Regions from separate parts of the Mus musculus genome. Here all the other regions are linked to region 2. Evidence: chromatin contacts called from public Micro-C data. All regions are on one chromosome and are shown on one strand. The core of a region is the stretch at or near the end of the contact, and the rest is flanking DNA. Distances in the headings are between cores, read along the strand shown.

Region 1 (3,346 bases), core at 196-2,695, 670 kb after region 2:
ACATAAGGCTTTCTAAACCCCACTTAGCATTTCCCACACAAGTTTTCAATTAACGATTAGCATAGATTTGGGGTCACCTGTTTCCATCTTGTAAGTAGTAATTTCATCTGTAAAAGACCTGTACTGATAGTACTCTGACCTCAGAATTATTGTGAGGATCAAAGACACATGCAAAATGAATTGACAATGCCTGCCACACAGAAAGGCGAAGAAAAGATGTTGCTTGAAGGAAACCTGAAGTATGCAGTATTCCTGCCTTCACTGCGAGGCAGGAGCGTTTGTTTTATCTTCTATGGTAGAATGATATATGCCTGTTTACCCAACTCATTCATTTAATATTTTTAACATTAAAATTTAGAAACTCGAGAGTGCCTTGGAATAAAATAAAAATAACAAAATAGTAAAAACTAAAGCAACTAGCGGTTGAAATACAGCTCAATAAAAAAGAAATCTTCAAGACTCACTATATTGGTAAAAATAATTCATGAAACTTCAGAATATGGCAAATCCGGCTCTAAGTATAAGGAGCTACTACTCCTTTCAAATCCAAGTCAACCCCCCCCTTTTTTTTTTCCTCTCCAAACACTACAGAACCCTTCTCAATGAAGTTTATACACAGCTGTTTCGATACCAAAACCTTTTGGAAGCCCAGCTCAGAGAAAGCAACACTGTTTACAGTGTTAGAAAGAATCCCGTGTGGTCGGTCACTCTAGGCCAACTGTCACTGTCACCAGCACGCCTGGGTGTCTCACGGGGACTTGGGTCATGCACAAGTGTGGGGGTGCTGAAACAAAGTCGAGTCAGGGCGCCCTGAAAGGGGTGAGGATCAACTAACTAGGCGTCGCACAGCAGGATCTGGCCTGTGGGGACTCGGACTCCCGAGGCAGATCAACTCCGGGGGTGCAGGAAAGGGACGCAAGTGGCGTCCTCCCAGGGCCGCCCGCCCCGGCCAGCCCGCCGGCCTCCCTCCAGCCCCCCAGTAGTACCTTTCTCTTCCTCGTCGATGCGCAGGGCAATGGAGATGTACTCGAAGGCCTGCTTGTGGAAGACGCGGACGCTCTCGGCCTCGCCACCCGGTCCGGGCTCTGGGGGCGAGGGCGAGGCGGGCGCCGGCGCGGTCCCGGAGCTCCTCTTGGCGGCCATGAGGGCGCGGGAGAAGCGCTGGCAGAGCCACGCGAAGAGGAGCCCCAGGTGGCAGGCCAGCAGGCGCAGCAGGGCGAAGCCGACGACCAGCGGGGACGAGAAAGAAGACGGGTTCCGCTTAGGCGGCGAGCCGGCCGCAGGGGCCGGGCCGGCGGCAGGGGCGGGGACCGCGGCGGGGGGCGGAGGCCTGGCGGGCGCCGGGCTCGCGCCGCCCGAGCCTTTCTTCTTCCGTCGTCCGGCCGGAGAACTCATTCACAGCTCCCACTGCCGCCGCCGCCATAACCCGCTTCCCGCAGACCGACGGCGACCAAGCGGCGGCGGCGGCGGCCACTGCCACTGCGGCGGCGGGGGCCCACGGAGCCGCTCGCGCGCCAGCCGGAGCCCGGGAGCCTGGCACCTGCACGCGCCGCTCGCCGGCCCCGCCCCTCGCTCCTCAGCTGCCCAGGAGCACAACCCCGTCTCCTCCTCCTCCTCCTCCTCCTCCCGCCGCGGCCGGTGGCTCCTGCCCCTCCTTTCCTTCTGTCCCCTGGGCCGCTGGCACCTCGCTGCGGCGGCCGGGCACGCGCACGTCCTCGGTGAATGGCTCTGGTGCGCGCGCGTACGCCGCCGTCTTTGTTGACCTGGGAGCTTGTGCGCATGTGCGGCATCCTCCTACCCCCCACGCCCCTGCTATGCCCCTTTCTCTGGGAACCTCAGTTCTGTAGGCGCGGTTCGGCTTGCGATGGTCCCAGGGGTTCGTCGCTCCGCAGGTTCTTCGACTTTTGAAGAATCGGAATAGGGAGCTTTGATAATAAATTTTTAAATGGGGGTTAACAGCGTTTGAGTGGCTTTACTAGTGCTCAGGTCTGCTGTCTCGCAGTGCGGTTGTTTGCCTTTGTGTGAGATGCTGACCTCCAACTCCTCTTGTAGCTGAGGAAGGAGGCCTTCAACTCCTGATCTTTCTGCCTCCGTCTCCCCAAAACTAGGATTACAGGTGTGCATCATCACTCCTATTGCTTTATATATCTTTGTTTTCTGCTGGTTGAGCCAATAGGTCTTTTGCAAAGGATGGCTGATCTGAGTTTCGTATCAGAGGCAGTGTGTAGCAATTTGGGTATGTTAGCTGAGAGGGAAACAAGTTGCAGAGACAAAGTTCAAGACATCCTAAAGGGAAAACTTTATTACCACGAGGACCACGAACCCTACTTTCAACTAACCTATTACACGTTTGTGTTATCTCAGGATTAGTTATGTGAATGCAGTCATTCTTGGGTTTTGCCTAGTTACCATACTTGGTAGAATCCATACTATCTGTGTGTGCACGTGGATGTGTGTATATGTCTTCACCATTTCTTCCTTTGGTAGACTATCTATCTACTCAATATTTCCCATATTCTAATGATCAGCAGTTGTTCTACAGATCCTGGATCACATAGAGGAAAACAAACCGTGGGCCAGTCAGACTCCTGCGAACTGGCATCTGGAAATAGAAGTTAGTTGAAATCAAAAGCTCTAAGAGCCAGTCGATGCCATCTGTATTCCCAGAGTTTTTGGATTCCTAGACTATATTGCCTATCCAATAAACTATTCAGTCTTTCCTCTTTCTCCCTCCCTCGCCCATCCCCCTCCCCTCATCCCTGTCTTTAAAAACAAACAAACAAAACCACCCCCTCTCATTTCAGTTTGCCACAATTATTTCTTGTTGCCTAAATGAGTGACTACTAACACAAAGTCTCTATTGTTTCCAGTGTGAGGCATACAGATCCCCTGTGAGCGCATAGGAGAATCCCTGCATTCTGCTGAAACTATATTCCCTACCAATATAAATATCATAGATTGCTGCAAAATTTACGTCCATTGTTTCCCACTGCTGCCTGCCTTCTTTTCTGCTTCGATCCTGATTATATTTTTCACATTCTGAAATGTTTTCTGTCTTTCAAATTTGTATTCCTTTCAATTCCTTTTATCCAGTAAGCTCTGATTCTCTTTTGAACCATATAGTAGTGGTTGTGTGAAATCAATCATGTCGTGTGTGTGTGTGTGTGTGTGTGTGTGTGTGTGTGTGAAATAAAAAGGATGTACATAAATATATATGAATACATAGGTAAATAAAATAAAGTATAAGAAATATGTTTTATACATATGTCAACTAAATAAAAATGAGATGTACAGGGGGCTGGTGAGATGGCTCAGCGGGTAAGAGCACTGAGTGCTCTTCCAAAGG
Region 2 (3,440 bases), core at 500-2,999:
TGTTCCTGAAAAGCCAATCTCTTGCTTACACATTCCTCTCGATTAGAGAGAGAGCTCCAAAGTGTGCCCAGGATGCTCCACCCAAAGTTGCTCAAGTGGAAGGGTCAGGGACCATTCACCTGGGAAGGATGGAGGAACTAAGGGATGTGCATAAACAAGCATGGAGTCTTAAAATCCAAACAAACAGTTGTCTCTTAAACTCCAAATTAAAACAGAGTCAAATGTATTCTTCATATTCTCTGGGCCCACTTTGCTTCAGAGAGTAGTATCCCCCAGCCCCTCCCCCTCCCCCGTGCTGCCAAAAGAGTGAGATCACCCCGAGAATCCATCCCTGCGGGGGGGGGGGGGGGGCGTATGTCCAAATTAAGTCGCCCCCATCCTAACTTGTGATTAATGGGGTTAAAGCCGTTCAGTGGGGATACTTACCAGCACCGAATAACAAACTTTAATTCCTACTGCTGTTCACGTGGAGTCTCACCCCCAGCCCCTTACCAATTTAGGACCCACAGGTGCCAGGAAACCCAAGTATACAATTTCTGGGATGCTCAAGGAGAGCTGGGTCTTTAGAGCCAGCTTTCACTCACAATCCCTTTTTCATTAGGTAAACCAAAATAAAAAACCGAGTTGCAAGAAGTTTAATTGATGCCTTGGGATTAAGCTGTAGTGACTTCATGTTTACGCCCATAGTCTAGGAGCAGAAGGGTTTGCGCACAGGAGGTTACGCCCCGGGGAAGAAATAAATGCCTTTTGTGTTTCCCCCGCAGCTGGGTAACAATGCACTGAGAGTTAAACACCAGTAAAAAGTGAGCGGGCTTCCCCCGTGCCCACCCCTTCCCGCAGCGCCTCCGGCGGGGAGGAGACGGTTCCCGGGCCTCGGCGGGTCCCGGCGCGCGAGGCAGGCAGAGCGTGGGCTTACCCCTGCAGCTGCTGCTTCTGCTGAACCTGCAGTCTGGAGCCCCCGGCGCTCTGAGCGTCCTGCTGCACTTGGGAGCGCACGACTTGCCTGCCATGTTTGGCGAAGCGAGTGACCGCGGTCTGAGCACCCGCCTTAGAGTGGAGCTGCCGGCTGGGCCCCCCCGGACGCGCGGGCTCGGGTGGCAGCGGAGATCGGAGCCCCGGCAGGGCCGCGCCGCCGGGCTGGCTGGTGCGCCGGGTCCGCTCGGCTGGGGGCCCAGCCAAGGCGCGGCTGGAGGCGGCTGTTGAGCTCCGGCTGTACCTGGCGTCCAGTGCGACGTTGAAGGTCCGCGGGGGCCCAGCCAGAGGCAAGGCTCCGGCCGGCAGTCCCGGGCCCGGGCGCACCACGTACGTGATCCTCCGCACCCGGCCGTGCGCAGACCACGCTAGCAGCCCTGCCCAGAGCAGGAGACCCCACCTGAGCCAGGCTCCCGCCATCGCGGGCAGTCTCCGGCCGCGCGGCTCGTCCTGCCCCGGCGCGCTCCCTCGGTATCCCCAAGGACTCTGCGGAGAGCCCGTGCGCCGCGGGGTGGAGACCAACTGGGTGGCCGCAGGGGAGGGAGCTTTGCGGGCGGCTGAGCGGCAGCGGACCCCAGCCGGGAGTGGAGGCGAGCAGGGGGCGGGAGTTGGGGTGGAGAGGAGGGGAGGGGCGCGAGCTGCTCAAGGTGAGGGTCCCCTGGCTCAGACGAGGTGTCGCCGGGTGCGGCTGGGGTGCTACGGGCGCCAACCCCGCGAGGGTGAGCAAGGACGACCGTGAGCGCTGGACGCTCAGAGGCAGCCCCGGCTGCAAAGTCTTTTAAAAGTTTCTTCTCCCCGGTGGAGCCCTGTGTCAGATCTGAACAGCCAATCTGCAGCAGACGTGACGTCAGGCAGCAAATCCTAATTGGGGAAAGCTCGAGATGAGCCGGAGAATGAGCCGCCACCCTCCGCATCCAGATATTGGGGCTATGGGTCGGGTGGACAGGGATTCCCGCTCCCCAGCGCCAGGAAAAGACAAAGGGCTCAGCAAGGTGAGGGAACGGCCCTTTCCTTCTAGCAGCCGGAAAGGATTCGAGTAATACAGTTTGGAAGCGCAGGCACTTTTACTCGAGTTTGCTCGGATACTGTCTGCAGAAGTTGGATTAAAACACTAGGTCCGGTCCCAGAAAAGGCTATCCGAGGTAGCGTGAGCTGTCCATTGGAAAGTGATTAGCTCTATTAGTCTGAAGGAAGGTTTTCTTTAGGACTGCAACCTCCGGAAGACTTTGTGGTACCCTGCTCCTGACATTGGAGGGTCAAGAATGCGGGATGGGCAGCAGGGGGCGCCCGTGTAGATGAAGAAAATCGCAGAGGCTGCCCTGCCGGTGGTCCTTGCAGTGGAGTGGAATGGAGCATTTAGGAATTTCTCTCTCTCTCTCTCTCTCTCTCTCTCTCTCTCTCTCTCTCTCTCTCTCTCTCGTGCAAAACAGAGTTTGAAGAAAACCAGGAAATGACGTCTTTACTGCTAACATCTGAATTAAGACAATGTCAACAGAATGAATGCTGTTTTTACATGACTGCAATCAAAAGTCCATGATAATAACTGTATATTTTTTAAAACAATTTTTTAAAGGCCCGGGACTGGAGCAATAATTCAGTGGTTAAGTGCACTGGCTGCTCTTTCAGGGGACCTGGATTAGATTCCCAACCATCCAAAATTCCAGTTCCAGGAGGTTTGATGCTCTCTTCTGACATTCAGGCGCCCATACACATATTCAGACAAAGCAGTGACACACATAAAATAAATAAATATTTTTAAGTGAATTAAAAAGGGTCTTTTCCCAGGCTTGGGTTTTCTCACATATTAGTAATTTTGATTGTTCTTTGTTTGAGGGTTTTCCCTGCATCCGCTTAGGACAACTGATAGCAAGTGAGAATAATTTCAGAAATACTGATAGTGGGAAAAATCATTCCAAGCTGAGGACTAATCTAGTCACCTACTTTTCTCTGCACATTACAGAAATACTGGTGAGCGTTTGCTCTGAGGGAAGTGGGCCTGGAGGCCAGCAGCCTGAACACAGGCTTCCAGAAGGAGCACTGTCTGAGAGAGTCACTACCATCAAAGAAATAGCTCTGGTCGCGGGGAGGAGACCAGGGCTCCAGATAAAATGATCACTAATGGCTACAGGCCACGGACACTTCACCTTTCCTCTCAGAAGCTCTGCTTTCTCAACACACACACACACACACACACACAAACTGGGTGAAAAGCCCCTCCCAGCCCTGAACAGGATAACTCCAGTCCAACCTTAGAGCTGGGTTAAAGTGAACCAGATGAAAAGAAGGGTCAAGACACTGTCCCAAGTCTGCAACTTTGAGTTCTAGATGCAAAAGTACAAGGGAACAAATGCCTACCAAATGCCCGCTGTGCAAAAGACCAGCAGATACACAGCATCTTTGTATCTATCTAGAGCTACAAAGTATCCTGGGGCACAAAGCCTTTGTGTAAAGGAAACCTATCTGGTTGA
Region 3 (3,690 bases), core at 560-3,059, 520 kb after region 2:
CTGCTGGCCTGCAAACATAAACCAGATACGACATTATCTATTTGTCTGACATAAACTATGGACATCTAGTTATTCCGGAGGCTGAGGAAAGAGAGCATGTTCAGGGCAATATTAGGTCACATGCTGAGTTCAAGGCCAGCCTGAGTAACTTAGTGTGACTGTCTCAGACTAAAATTTAAAATCGGGGCTGAGCTGTATGAGGTAGTATATGCCTTTAATCCCTGAAGTAGGGAGACAGAGGTTACCTTGTCTACATAAAGTTCTAAGCCAAACAGAGTTACATGGTGAGACCCTGTCTCATTTTTAAAAAATGAAAAAAAAAATACAAAAACCAAAGAAAGAGTTAAAAAAAAAAACTAAGAAAGAAACAAATCATATTTATAGAAATCAGATTTCTAGCCGGGCATGGTGGCGCACGCCTTTGATCCCAGCACTCGGGAGGCAGAGGCAGGTGGATCTCTGAGTTCGAGGCCAGCCTGGTCTACAAAGTGAGTTCCAGGACAGCCAGGGCTACACAGAGAAACCCTGTCTCGAAAAGACAAAAAAAAAAAAAAAGAAAGAAAGAAATCAGATTTCTGAGAAAACTCACGTTCATCTTTAAACTGAAATTTCTTTTCTACTTTGTTGAGACAGGGTTTCAGTATGTAACCCCGGCAGGCAGAGAACTTGATAACTGTGTAGTCTAAGCTGGCCTTTAATTCAGGTATCTCTCTGCCTCTGCTTTTCAAGTGCTGGGGTCGAAGGGGTTCATCACCAGGTATTTCCATGTCTATATCGAAATCAACTTGTTTTTTCATATTGGGCAGTCAAAAATCTGGTCCCTGGTAAGTAAATAAGATTAAATAAAAGCAAAATCCAAAACCAGGTTACAAGGAGTTGAACTAATGAGGGGTGGGGGAAATTTCCCACAGTAGAAACGTTTTTTGTTTTTTTTTTTTCTCCCTGTTTTTGTTGTTGTTTGTTTTGTTTTAAGCAAGCACAGTCGCTTGCTCCAAACAGTACAAGCCAAGTCTATAGACACTGTTGGGAACACTAAGTTGAATTCCTCAAGTTTCAAATGCTCCTGAATACAGTTTTTTGAACACTGGGACCAAACACTACAAACTGTGTGGACCCAGGGATCTGGGCAAGAAATCAAGTTCAATTAAAAATAAATAAATAAAAGCACGTCTCCTTTCAAGTAAGTTTTCCATAACCTGCCAAAAGTCACCTCAGTCGGGAAGGTTTTCCTATTAATAGCAGAGCCACACAGCCCCACTTTGTTCTCCCTTAGATCCCTCACTCTTTTGAGTAACTGCGGAGCGGAGTTCAGAAAGAACTCCTTCCACCAGATCGGCGGGTTCCCTGGTGAACCAGGACACCCGGGGACCCCAGCCCGCAGCGCCGGCGCCCCGCACCCTGCCTCGTCCCCAGAGGCCTCCGGGAAGGCCCAGGGAGCACAGGGGCGGAGTCCCCCAGCTCTGCCAACCCCCCGCCCCGGAGCCCCGGAGGTCAGCCTCGGCCTCACCTTCCGCGTCCGCCGAAGACACAAAGGTGAAGTCCCCGTTGGCAGGCGCATAGGCCGGGGGCGGGCCCGGAGGCTGCATCCCGCCGGCCTCGGTGCTGACGAGCGGCTGGGCCCGGGGCTCCGGGACGACCTGCTAAGGGGCGGCCTGCGAGCCAGGAGGCGCGGGCTCGGCCGAGGGAGGGGACGCGCGAGCTAAGCGCAGCCTCTGGCTGCCGACCAGGTCGCACCCGAGGCCAGCCGGTGGCGAGCACCCAAGCACCACGACGCCGGGGCCCTGACAGGACCATAACAGTGACAGCGCCGCCGGGATTGGCTGTTTGTAATCTGCTCGACTATTGGCTCCCGCGAGAAGATTCTGATTGGCTGTTTCTGTGTTGATTCCGGAAACCACTCCAACACCGGAAGTGGCCTCTGAAATCTCTGTTCCGCCCTCATCAGCTGTTTACTTAAATAATTCTGTCTACCTTTTTCCCTGTTTGAGTTTTTATAAACATATCTTCTTCGTTGTTGTTTAACACAATTTGAGAGCTTAGTCGTTTGATGGCTCACGCTTGTAATTCCCGGAACTCCTAGAGAGGCCGAGGCAGCATTGGCAAAAAAGTGAGGCCCTTTTTTTTTCAAAGGAAAAAAAAAAAAACAACACACACACACACACACAACACACACACAAACTACTTAAGTTTTAGGACTTCAACCCCTCATTTCCGACCACAAGATTCTGCCACAATAATTCTATATATTAATTATATAGGATGTTTACGAAATTATGTGTCGTGACAAAGCTTAGTCTCCTTATCAACAAAATTAAGAGGCCGGAGAATGGTCATTGTAAAGCTGTAAATTTCCACCTACGGTTTAAGTACTCTGGCCAAATTAATTTATGAAGAAGGCAGCAGTCCAGAAAGGATAAATTAGGGCAAAGAAGCCCTTGCTTTTTGCCTGCTGCTGATTTCATCTGTTCCCTAATAAACTACCCAAAGTTTGCAAATTCACCTACGTTTTTATTATTTCTTTAAGATTAATTTATTTATTTTATACAAGAGTACACCACCATTGCTCTCTTCAGACACACAGGAAGAGGGCATTGGATCCCGTGACAGATGGTTGTGAGCCACCATGTGATTGCTGGGAATTGAACTCAGGACCTCTGAAAGAGTATTCGGTGCTCTTAACCACTGAGCCATCTCTCCAGCCCGGTTTTTATTTTTAAAGGCTATGCGTGTGTGCTTGAGGGTATGTGTGTGTGCAGATGCCTGCAGAAGGCACAAGAGGGCTTCAGATCCTTCAGAACTGCGGTTCCTGCAGACACCCAATGCGGGTTCTGGGAACCCAAACTCAAGTCTCTACAAGAGAGCAAGAGCTCTTAACCTCTAAACCAACTTCCTAGTTACTCGTCTATGTTTATAATCTTAAATTTTGCTTTTCATTTTTCTAAACTTCTGTATATGTGTGTATGTTGGTAAACCGAGTGCCACCCACATTCCTTAGCCTGGTACTCCCCTAGCCCAGCTTTGTTAACAGCGACAGCAGCCATGTCATCACCAGCGGCCAAATTCAATTTATTTCCACTGTTACCACAGGTGGAGTAGTCTTCCTGTGTACATGTGCCATACCATTTATATAGGCCAAGCCTTCACAGCTTGCCACTGTGCATCAGAGGCAGCCTTTTGTATAACTACCCTCCAATACATCTCTCCAGTGAGGGGTTTTTTTTTTTTTTTTTTTTTTTTTAAGATTCAAGGTCATTATTTATTTGTTCCTCTTAAAGACTCATTTTTGACTGGACTCAGACTTAGAAGTAGAAGCTCTCAGAGAGGACAGCCTACGTCTCTTGGCAATCTGTTCCTGGCGCTTTTCTTTGGCTTCCTTCATTCTCTTGGCCAAAAGTTTAGCATATTCTGCAGCCTCCTCCTTGTTCTTCTTAGTGCGTTGCTTCTTCAGAGCAATACGTCGGCGTTTGTGTTGCAGGACGCGTGGAGTAACAAGACGCTGAATCTTGGGTGCTTTGGTCCTGGGCTTCTTACCTTCTTTGTTTAAGGGCTTCCTGACAACATACTGGCGGACATGATCTTCTTTGGAGAGATTAAAAAGCTTTCGGATTCTACTAGCTCTTTTAGGTCCCAGCCGATGAGGCACAGTAGTATTTGTCAGTCCAGGAATATCCTTCTCTCCTTTCTTTACAA

Evidence for each region. A called contact is a pair of places that touch in the nucleus more often than the background predicts.
Region 1: a Micro-C map of embryonic stem cells shows a contact between it and region 2, with 5 times the contacts expected there. The contact joins the promoter of Spast here to the promoter of Ltbp1 in region 2. A contact is called at or near these places in 2 of 39 promoter capture datasets (embryonic stem cells and stem cell-derived epiblast-like cells), 1 of 15 datasets of contacts at CTCF or cohesin (embryonic stem cells), 4 of 484 Hi-C or Micro-C datasets (the G1E-ER4 cell line and embryonic stem cells) and 3 of 115 datasets of contacts at active chromatin or transcription factors (embryonic stem cells and stem cell-derived neural progenitor cells).
Region 3: a contact with region 2 is called in a Micro-C map of embryonic stem cells, with 4 times the contacts expected there. The contact joins the promoter of Yipf4 here to the promoter of Ltbp1 in region 2. A contact is called at or near these places in 1 of 39 promoter capture datasets (stem cell-derived epiblast-like cells) and 1 of 484 Hi-C or Micro-C datasets (embryonic stem cells).

Annotation. Positions count from the first base shown.
Region 1 is chr17:74,337,086-74,340,431 of GRCm38.p6, reverse strand. Spast (spastin) reads right to left here and starts at 1,445. Exons shown (of 17, transcript NM_001162870.1): 1 at 987-1,445. The coding sequence starts at 1,395.
Region 2 is chr17:75,003,838-75,007,277 of GRCm38.p6, reverse strand. It overlaps Ltbp1 (latent transforming growth factor beta binding protein 1), which reads right to left and starts at 1,749. Exons shown (of 34, transcript NM_019919.4): 1 at 917-1,749. The coding sequence starts at 1,392.
Region 3 is chr17:74,487,612-74,491,301 of GRCm38.p6, reverse strand. It overlaps Yipf4 (Yip1 domain family, member 4), which reads right to left and starts at 1,809. Exons shown (of 6, transcript NM_026417.4): 1 at 1,508-1,809. The coding sequence starts at 1,586. It also overlaps the pseudogene Gm6476.